Linked DNA regions of Mus musculus: all the other regions are linked to region 1. Evidence: chromatin contacts called from public Hi-C and Micro-C data. All regions are on one chromosome and are shown on one strand. Each heading gives the region's core, a stretch centred on a gene start, on an enhancer-like site or on the middle of the called end of the contact. The rest is flanking DNA. Distances are from core to core; before and after follow the strand shown.

Evidence for each region. Hi-C and Micro-C count contacts between places; a contact is called where the count stands out from the background.
Region 2: a Micro-C map of embryonic stem cells shows a contact between it and region 1, with 9 times the contacts expected there. The contact joins the promoter of Hoxd10 here to the promoter of Gad1 in region 1. A contact is called at or near these places in 3 of 484 Hi-C or Micro-C datasets (embryonic stem cells and epiblasts).
Region 3: a Hi-C map of cerebellum shows a contact between it and region 1, with 4 times the contacts expected there. The contact joins the promoter of Hoxd13 here to the promoter of Gad1 in region 1. A contact is called at or near these places in 3 of 484 Hi-C or Micro-C datasets (cerebellum and embryonic stem cells).

The regions. Positions count from the first base shown.
Region 1 is chr2:70,560,608-70,563,847 of GRCm38.p6, forward strand. Gad1 (glutamate decarboxylase 1) reads left to right here and starts at 1,522. Exons shown (of 17, transcript NM_008077.5): 1 at 1,522-1,725; 2 at 3,161-3,240. The coding sequence starts at 3,225. Gad1os (glutamate decarboxylase 1, opposite strand) reads right to left here and starts at 2,750. Exons shown (of 3, transcript NR_040496.1): 1 at 2,652-2,750.
Region 2 is chr2:74,690,187-74,693,426 of GRCm38.p6, forward strand. It overlaps Hoxd10 (homeobox D10), which reads left to right and starts at 1,705. Exons shown (of 2, transcript NM_013554.5): 1 at 1,705-2,538. The coding sequence starts at 1,794.
Region 3 is chr2:74,666,651-74,669,890 of GRCm38.p6, forward strand. Hoxd13 (homeobox D13) reads left to right here and starts at 1,575. Exons shown (of 2, transcript NM_008275.4): 1 at 1,575-2,428; 2 at 3,236-3,240. The coding sequence starts at 1,660. Gm31790 (a long non-coding RNA gene) reads left to right here. Exons shown (of 3, transcript XR_374674.2): 3 at 1-241.

The sequences.
Region 1 (3,240 bases), core at 272-2,771:
CTTCTGTTCCAACTCAGCTCAGCCCACCCTTCGGGTGCTTTTTGTTTTTAAAATGTGCGGGGGCTTTTATGTGAGGCCCAGAGAAAACAGCAATGTTCTCTTTGGTCGCAAGGAGCAGCTTAGTTACTTCAATCCCTTTTGTTGATCAGACCGTATCCTCCCAGCCCTGAGGCTTCCAGCTCCCTCACGAAAATTTCGGTGATTTATACTATTTGTTTTTGATGTTTCCGTTGAGTGGTGATGAAAGTCGCTAAGATGGTCACAAAAAAAGAGACAGGCCTGGGATAAACCATCGAAGACCCAGAGGTGCACATGAATAAACCGGTCTGCTGCTCCACAATATGAGGGAAATCTCTATGAAAACGAGTAAAGCGATCATAGAGTACTCCCCATCACTCAGACAGGCCCAAAAATCCAGTTTGTTTTGCCCCTAAAGGATGAGAAACGGAGGGAGAGGAAAAAGAAAGCCAGGAGGTAGCGGCGAGAAGGCTAGAAGAGGCCGGCCGTTACAGAGCCTTTCGGGCATCTCCAGGTGTTGTCTAGGGCGCACCAGGGAAAAGGCCGCCAGCACGGGGTCTCTGTGTGTTTGGCGCCCTCTGGTGGAAATTTTTTCCAATACCGCCTTTTTATGGTGGGGGACTTCACCCCGCTCAGTAATGTGCTTAAATATTGCCAAGAGAGAATCATTGAACAGCGTGAAACTGAAAAGAAGCGAGGAGAGCGGGCCAAGACACGGAGTGCCGTCCTGGCTTCCCGGAGCCACCCTCCATGCTCTGCTGCCCCAGGCGTGTGGAGCGGCACTCGTGCGTGTTATTAACCTTCAGACATGATCAATTACGAAGATTTCTTTTACCCCTCTCCAGGGAGAGGGCTCAGAGAAAGGGAAATAGACCCCTTGCCTCTTGTGGTGCCAGGTAGCTGTGTTCGAACGAGGTAGTGTGGAGATGGACTGGAAGAAGAAACGGGAGTGCAGAAACTCCAGGGTCTGTCTGGGTGGTCCCCTCATCTCCGCTTTGCCTGTACAGCCATACTGGCTCAGTAGAGCGCTCCCTAGGACACCACCCAGAGAAAACCTTCTGGAATCGCCAATCCAGGACAACCACAGGAGATTGATCAAGGCAAAGCAAATATTCTAGTCTTCTCCAAGATACGGGATGGAGGGCTAGGAAGAGGGGAAGGAAGAATCACCCAGTGAGACAAAATTCTTCGTAGGAATTATATTTTCCCTTGCCCTCACCCAACATCGCCTATCTCAAAAATAATTTAAAAACAAAAAACAAACAAACAAACAAAAAACAGAGCGTGCTGAGTGCATTCTGGATTACTCATAGGACTTTGTCACACACACCCTCCTTTCTGGTCGCAAACCCGTGAGCTGGATTTATAATCGCCCTACAAAGCTCCAGAGGCAGTCAGACACCTGCAAAGGAGCCCCAGCGCTCCGCGGACGAGCTGCCCCCGCGAGCAACGGCCTCGTGATTCCCCCCGCCGAGCGGGTCCCCGCCTCCCCACTCCGCCCCCGCCTCCCCCAAGCCCAGCGGCCGCCTCTCCGGATCTCTCCCTTCTTCAGGCTCTCCCGTGCCGGACCAGGGATCGTGCAAGCAAGGAAGCAGCCCTGGGGTGACACCCAGCACGTACTCCTGTGACAGAGCCGAGCCCAGCCCAGCCCCGGGACGCTTCGCAGAGGAGTCGCGGGAGGGTCCAGCTCGCTGTCGCTGAACCGAGGTGGGTAAATACCGGATCGCCCGGACTTGCCAGAGCCCCGCCTCGGTTATTCAACCCGGTGCCCTCAGCCTGCGGCTTCTTGTCCAGCCCTTTGCCTCACCCCACCAGCACGCGCCTGTCGCCCACCTTCCACAGCCGAGTGCTTCCCGCCAGTCCTGTCGCAGCTGTGGTTTGGCGCACCCATCCCCTACCCTCCTCGCTCTTGAAACCCTTATCAATTTCATTCGGGAGGACACATAAGGGCTGAAGTGACCCCAGAGCCATTTTTTGCCTGCGCTTGGGGGATCGGAGCTCACGGCTGTCGGATACGCGCCTGGGTAGCAGCGGCAGAAGGTGCGAGGAGCGATAACCTGTTACTTCCCCAGCACCCGCGTCCCACCGCCGCCCGCGGAGCTGCGAGAGCGCGCGGAGGTTGCGGGGGGGGGGGGGGACAGATGCTCGGCCCGAGGGACGACACGCAAAAGGCGGCTGGTGGGCTGCGCTCTGCGGGGTCTTAGATTTACCCAGATTACCGTTCTCCTCCCTCTCCTCTCATTCTTTCGCCCGCTCCTTCTCCCCATCTCTTCCTCTTCTCTCGCCCTCTCTCCCTCACTCTGTCCACGAACAAACACCAAATAGGGGAACCGCGCACTCTTCTATCCGAGGTCTCTTGCGCCCTAGGCGCAAATTCGCCACCGGGTGACGGTCTCCTTTTTACCCTCTGCCACCTTCTCTGGCTCAGTGAAACGAACTCTGGGGACTAGGTAGAGTAGAAACAGTGAATCTGGGACGGAGCCTCGCTCTAGGGTTGAGAAAGCTAGAAACGAGGTGGGACAAGAAACTGATCAGCAAGGCTTCGACACGCTGCCTTTTGGCTGTCTGGAGTGCAAGGTGACTGATTCTTAGCGGGTCAAGTCCTGAGGGGCGGAGGACCTATTTCTTCTCACCTTGTCTCACCAAAGTCCCTGTCCCCGGCGCTGTGAGCCTCCTTCTTTCCAAGGAATTGGCCAGACACAACAACGGGAGCCAGACACCGAACCAGACGTGCCCGCCCCGCACGCCCTCCCCCCTCCTCTTCTGCCCGTTCACCAGGCTGCTGGGAGCCCAATGGGGCTTGTCTCGGCTGGGCTGGAATTTGCTCGATGAGTGCTCCCTAGTGCTCCTGGCCCTATCCTCACCCCATCCCTCGCGTCCTGCACCCGCCTCCGGCGCCCCTTAGCTGTGAGCCTCACTCGGAGCACCCCGTTGCGCCTCTAGACTTGAGAGTCGCCCGGGGCTACTGTGCTTGCGCCCCAGTCCCAGAGCTAGCGAGCGCCTCCCCACCCCCTCCCACCGACCGCGCACCAGGACCCAGCCAGCTCGCTGCCCTTGGTCTCCCTTCTGTCTCCGAGACTTCGGTGCCCCGGGCCGCAGGACCTAGAAGCTCTCCCGGCACAGCTCTCCCTTCTGTTTGCAGCCTGTTCCTGCGCCCAGTCTGCGGGGGACCCTTGAACCGTAGAGACCCCAAGACCACCGAGCTGATGGCATCTTCCACTC
Region 2 (3,240 bases), core at 455-2,954, 4.1 Mb after region 1:
GTCCTAAGGCCCCGGGCTTCCGCAAGGCGGCTCGCCGCCTGCAACCAAAGAAGAAGGGAGGAAGTTGTTCAAGTTTCTCATAAAATTCTGAGTTTCCACGGTGGTTGTGGCAGTGGTTGTTCTTTAATGAGCTGGACCACAACCCCAGACCATATCCTCTTTATAAAACTTTCCCTCACCAGAGGAAACGGAAGACTTAGACTCTCCCTCTTTATTCCCTTCTTGCCCAAACAAAACCTTGTCAAAGAATTTTAGGGATCGTCCAAAACTATAAAATTTAACTTCTGACAAAAGTATAGCTTTTAATATTTGACGATTTGTGTTAAAACAAAAATTGACCTTCTTGGTTAGTAGCGGAGGGGAAAAATCAATAGTATAATTTTCAATAATTCATAAAGCAAACGCCATTATGCTAAATCTTAACTATTAATCTTATCCTTTACAAAGTCTCGATTGATTTGTTAATAAAATATCTTCCCGTTTGTGGCAACAGCGGGTATAACTCTTTAAAAACCTTCAGAAGCAAGAAAATTACCAAGTAGCCCAAGAATGTAGATGAGAATTTTATTGATCGCCCTGATTCTTCTTAATATGTATTAATAAATTCCACAACCCCTTGTACCTTGCACTTGTCAGAAACCAATGCTTTTACAAAATCCATAAAAGGAAAACATATTTTTCTTTGCAGAAGATCTAAATGACAAGTTTGCTTTGCTCTCTCCTCTTTTTATTTTTATTTTTTCTTCTGGCCCGGTTTTCTAAAACTTGTGGAGTCCGGGGATCAGAGTTTTCCCTTTTCTTTTGAAAAAAAATTTCTTTTTCCCTTCCTTTCTCTCTGCCCTGTGTTATCAGGGGAAGGAAATCTGGCTTTAGCTGTTTCTGGGAGCCGGAGAGACGCTTTCGCGAATAGGGAACGGCTGGCGAAGGATTATCTCCAAGCTAGGAAGCTCCCAGCGGCCGGTCCTCAAAGGTCAGGGTGTGGTTACTCTCAGAGTCAAGGCTCCAGGAGCTCGTGGGTGCCGATTCCCCCCCCCCCTTAGTTCTAGCAGAAAGATCTAAGGAGGGGGTAGCTACGGGCTGGAACCATCATCCGAGCTTCGGGTTTGCCCAGCTGCGTGGTGGCCTCTCGACCCTCGGGGCCCTATTCGCCAGTGCTTCCCCGACACCTTGGTCCAATCTTTGCACTGAAGATTTTCACACAGCCCCCTTTGGAACCCTAGGGAGGGATGTTTCCGAACTAGAGAAATCGGACTCACCTTCCTGGCTGCCCAGTACTAAATTAACCAGCCCGCGCCCCTATCCCTTCCTGGGAACCGGCCCTCTTGGGCGCGTTCTGCCTGGGTATGTGCAGGGAGAGCGCTTCTGTGAGCAGGCGCCACAGCGCTCTGACTTTCCTCAGTACGCGTGTCCTCCCGGAGGCCCCTCGAATCAAGCCTTTCCTTCCGCTGGCGGGGCCCGGTGGCCGGGTGGGGGACTCGAGTGGGGCAGGCCGGCCGGCCAAACAAGCCCCGGGAGACAGGCTGGCCGGCAGCAGAGCTCTGGGCCGGTTGTCTCCAACGCGCACTATCACAGGCGCTTAGTAGATGTCGCTGTTGTCCGTGCTTACGCGGCCAGCCGGCCGGGCTGGGGAACACGTGACCTGCAAGGAGGCTGCGGCTCAAGGCCATTTTCAAATCTCATTGGCTTGGTTGTCATGTGGTCGGCAGAGGCATCCACAATTACACCGGGAATGTTTTCCTAGCGATGTCAGCCTACAAAGGACACAATCTCTCTTCTTCAAATTCCTCCCCAAAATGTCCTTTCCCAACAGCTCTCCTGCTGCTAATACTTTTTTAGTAGATTCCTTGATCAGTGCCTGCAGGAGTGACAGTTTTTATTCGAGCAGCGCCAGCATGTACATGCCACCACCTAGCGCAGACATGGGGACCTATGGAATGCAAACCTGTGGACTGCTCCCGTCTTTGGCCAAAAGAGAAGTGAACCACCAAAATATGGGTATGAATGTACATCCTTATATACCTCAAGTAGACAGTTGGACAGACCCGAACAGATCTTGTCGAATAGAGCAACCTGTTACACAGCAAGTCCCCACTTGCTCATTCACCGCCAACATTAAAGAAGAATCCAATTGCTGCATGTATTCTGATAAGCGCAACAAACTCATTTCTGCCGAGGTCCCTTCGTACCAGAGGCTGGTCCCCGAGTCTTGTCCTGTTGAGAACCCCGAGGTTCCTGTCCCTGGATATTTTAGACTGAGTCAGACCTACGCCACCGGGAAAACCCAAGAGTACAATAACAGCCCCGAAGGCAGCTCCACTGTCATGCTCCAGCTCAACCCTCGTGGCGCGGCCAAGCCGCAGCTCTCGGCTGCCCAGCTGCAGATGGAAAAGAAGATGAACGAAAGCGCGAGCGGCCAGGAGCCCACTAAAGTCTCCCAAGTGGAGAGCCCCGAGGCCAAAGGCGGCCTTCCAGAAGACAGGAGCTGCCTGGCTGAGGTTTCCGTGTCCAGTCCCGAAGTGCAGGAGAAGGAAAGCAAAGGTCGGTATGAACAGAGTTGCCACCCCAGCGGGGCGTGCAGTCCGGTAAAACCTCGAAAAGGGAGCGCTCGGGTGCCCAGAGCAGAGCCCGGGCAGCGGAGCCCAGAGCCCATACTCCGCAGGTGCTGCTCCACCCGGCTTTTAGAAGGGATATCCCTGCCTTGAAAGGGTCGGGGCTTCTCTCCCGCTGCTCCGGCCAGACCTGGCCCCAAGCTGATGGCGCCTGGGCAGAGGACAGGCTTGCCGGGTTTATCAGTCTTGAGCCAGATCCGAAATACAACAAAAGAGCTAAAAGGAGACCAGCCGTTTGTAAACAGGGCTCCAGTGCCCGCTTTTCTTTGGCTCAGATTTGCAGCCCTAGTTTTTGCCTTGAACCCAGGGATCATTTTAAGGTAGCCTAAGACACCGTGTTTGTGTTCAAGGGTTTGCACCCCGCATCCTGCGATCTAAGAGGGAAAGGAAATGGTTTGGCCTGTTGGTGCTTGGGTGGGGAAGCAGAGGTAACCTTGGCTTTGTCTGGCGAAAGTGCCGCAGGCTTTGCAATCTTCTACAAAGGGGGCAAAGGCGGAGGAGGGGGAGAACAGATCTGCATTGCCCACCTAGGGCTGGGGTAATGCAAAGAACCAGGGATATGGGTTTCTAAGAAGGAATCTTGAGCCCCCACGCCCATTTCTGCAGTCTGTCCCTCACTGTCTACCGGGTG
Region 3 (3,240 bases), core at 325-2,824, 4.1 Mb after region 1:
CCAAGTCTAAAATAGCTCTCAGGAGACCGACCTAGATTCAAATCAGAGCTCACAAGGACGACCCATAAGTTGTTAAGACTCTGTGAGAGGAGGTGGAAATACAGAGCGATTAGAGCCACCCTACCTAACTCTATCTGGTATTAGCTCCTCCGGTACTCACAACTAGAGCCTACTCTGTCCCTATGAAGTTCTATGAACTCGGACTGCGCCTGTCACCAGTCCGGACTTTACTTGGTGGTGGTGGGGGGGGGGGGGGCGGACAGAGAGAGAGAGAAGAAGAAGAAGAAGAAGAAGAAGAAGAAGAAGAAGAAGAAGAAGAAGAAGAAGAAGAAAAGAGAAGAGAAGAGAAGAGAAAAGAAAAGAAAAGAAAAGAAAAGAAAAGAAAAGAAAAGAAAAGAAAAGAAAAGAAAAGAAAAGAAAAGAAAAGAAAAGAGACGAGAAGAGAAGAAAGGACACCCCCTTGACTTGACACACTCAATTCCCTGCTGTTGGCAGCCTGGAAAAGGAAGCGAAACAAAGGTCCCTGGGAAAGTGAAGTTTTCAATTAATTGGTGTGAGTAACGGGCGGGGGTGGGTGGTGGCTGCAAAAAGCTAGAGGCCGGTATGCTGTGGGCGAGGCGCAGAAGATTCGTGGCACTCTATTGAGTGGCTTTCTCCTCCCGCGCTGGTACGGAGTCTTTTGGGCTGGGCAGGAGGAGGCCAAGCTGAAGCTAAGGCCAGCCTGGCAAAGTGACTGCCGGCTGGCCAAGAGCAGAGACGTGAACCGAACATCTGTGGACTTCCTAGTTGCGCCGATTGTCAGGCTTGCGGCTTCGAGATGAATTCTAAGTCTCTGATGCTGCCCCAAGACTGTTTCGTGAGTATTTTTGTGGGCCGATGGTGCTGTATAGGAAGGATCTACTCCGACTGATGTCCTATGTGTGGAATACTTTTACCCGTTCGTTAGGTATGTTCAAGGTAGGATGAGCTGTCTCGAATTTGGGGTGACGCGGTAGACTAAGGAAAGATGAGCAACAGGTTTTTAAAAATAGAATTGCTCTGTTTTCTCGTCATTCTGCTCATCTCTGTCCTTCATCCTCACTTTGGTGTGCAGCTCGAGGAGCCAAAGAGCAGTGGCAAAAACAACGGTTGCGGAGATGAAGCGCAGGCCTCGGCGCCCGCCTCGCAGACAGGCCCGAGATGGGCCGTCGCGCAATCAGGGGGTGGCTGCAAAGTCAACTCCTGGGTCTGGGGGAGGGCGGGGATGCGAGGTGGGCCTCCCAAAGGGCTGAAGAGGGGTGGGGACCGGGTGGGTGGGTCCAGCCGGACCTGGGCTGGGAGCCAGGCTCTCCCGCGCCCCCACCCCCACGTGTCCCGGCGCAGCCAATGGCAGGGTCCCCGGCCGGCGCCCTCGGGGCGGGAGACGGCCCCCTGACCGTCCCAGGCCCCCTCCCAACCTGAACTTCGTTTTTATAAACGTCCCGCGATGAGCTAACCTGTTGGAGGGCGGGCGGGCGGGCGGGCGGGCAGGAGGCGGGAGGCTCGCGGAGGGAGAGAGGACGGGAGGGAAAGGGCGGGAGCGAGCGCGCCGCGGAACACAGCGAGGAGGGAGGAGGCGCAGCGCGCCATGGTGTCCTGCGCGGGGCCGAGGCCGGGGCCCGGGCCGGGCCAGGCCGGGCCATGAGCCGCTCGGGGACTTGGGACATGGATGGGCTGCGGGCGGACGGCGGGGCCGCTGGGGCGGCACCGGCCTCCTCCTCCTCCTCCGTAGCAGCGCCTGGCCAGTGTCGCGGCTTCCTGTCGGCGCCGGTGTTCGCGGGGACACATTCCGGACGCGCGGCGGCGGCGGCCGCAGCAGCGGCGGCGGCAGCGGCGGCAGCATCCAGCTTCGCTTACCCAGGGACCTCTGAGCGCACAGGCTCTTCGTCGTCGTCGTCATCCTCGGCTGTGATCGCCACTCGCCCCGAGGCTCCTGTGGCCAAAGAGTGTCCCGCGCCAGCGGCCGCCGCGACCGCTGCAGCACCGCCGGGCGCTCCCGCGCTGGGCTATGGCTACCACTTCGGCAACGGTTACTACAGCTGCCGCATGTCGCACGGCGTAGGCTTACAGCAGAACGCTCTCAAGTCGTCCCCGCACGCTTCTCTCGGAGGTTTCCCGGTGGAGAAGTACATGGACGTGTCGGGCCTGGCGAGCAGCAGCGTACCGACCAACGAGGTGCCCGCAAGAGCCAAGGAAGTGTCCTTCTACCAGGGCTACACAAGTCCCTATCAGCACGTGCCTGGCTACATCGACATGGTGTCCACTTTTGGATCCGGGGAACCTCGGCACGAGGCATACATCTCCATGGAGGGCTACCAGTCCTGGACGCTAGCCAACGGGTGGAACAGCCAGGTGTACTGTGCCAAGGATCAGCCACAGGGGTCCCATTTTTGGAAATCATCCTTTCCAGGTAGGAGCAACGAAAAAAGGGGAGGGAGAAAAAAGAAAAGCCCCTATTTGGGAGTGGTTACTTATATTCCAGGCCTGACCAGGTATAATCCACTAGAAAAATTTGTTTAGTCTCTGTGATCTCTGACTTTCCCAATTAAAAGCGCCTCTGCTATGTTTTCCTTCCCGTGAAGCACAAGTGCTTTTTATCCACTAAAGTTCAAGATCTTTCGTTACCTTTGCTGCTTCCCCCTTCCTCTCCCTCCCTCCCTCTTTCCCCTTTCCCTAACCCCATCCCCCTCCCTTCCTCACTCCCCTGACTAAAGAGGTTTCTGAAAGGTGCCAGAGTTGGGTCCCCGTGTTTTCAAGTGGGGTTCCAATGACCACTGAAGCTTCTTAGAGCCCATAAACTCCCAAACACAGTAGAAGAGATTAAAGCTTGAGTAAAAGATCTGAAGTGTGTGTGTGTGTGTGTGTGTGTGTGTGTGTGTTTGAATGTATGCAACTGGCAATTGCAGAAACTGTCCTTATGAGCTTCCCCCAATAACCAGACCATAAAATCACAGGCTTGTTAAAATGCCGGTTTGAAAAACCATGATGATCCATCAAATTAGCCTTTGTCTCAAAGTGCAAATAGTCTTTCTTTAATACTGTGTAAATAATATGTCTGTGTAAATAATAATAAAGTATAAACAATCTCATTTTCTTTATTCCCTCCCTTCCCCCGCCCAGTACTAACAAATAACAAACGCACTCACATTAACACAACTCAAAGCTTAGGTGTTCCAAGTATCCAGGCTAATGTTTCCCCTGCTGTTGTTTATGCTAGGAGAT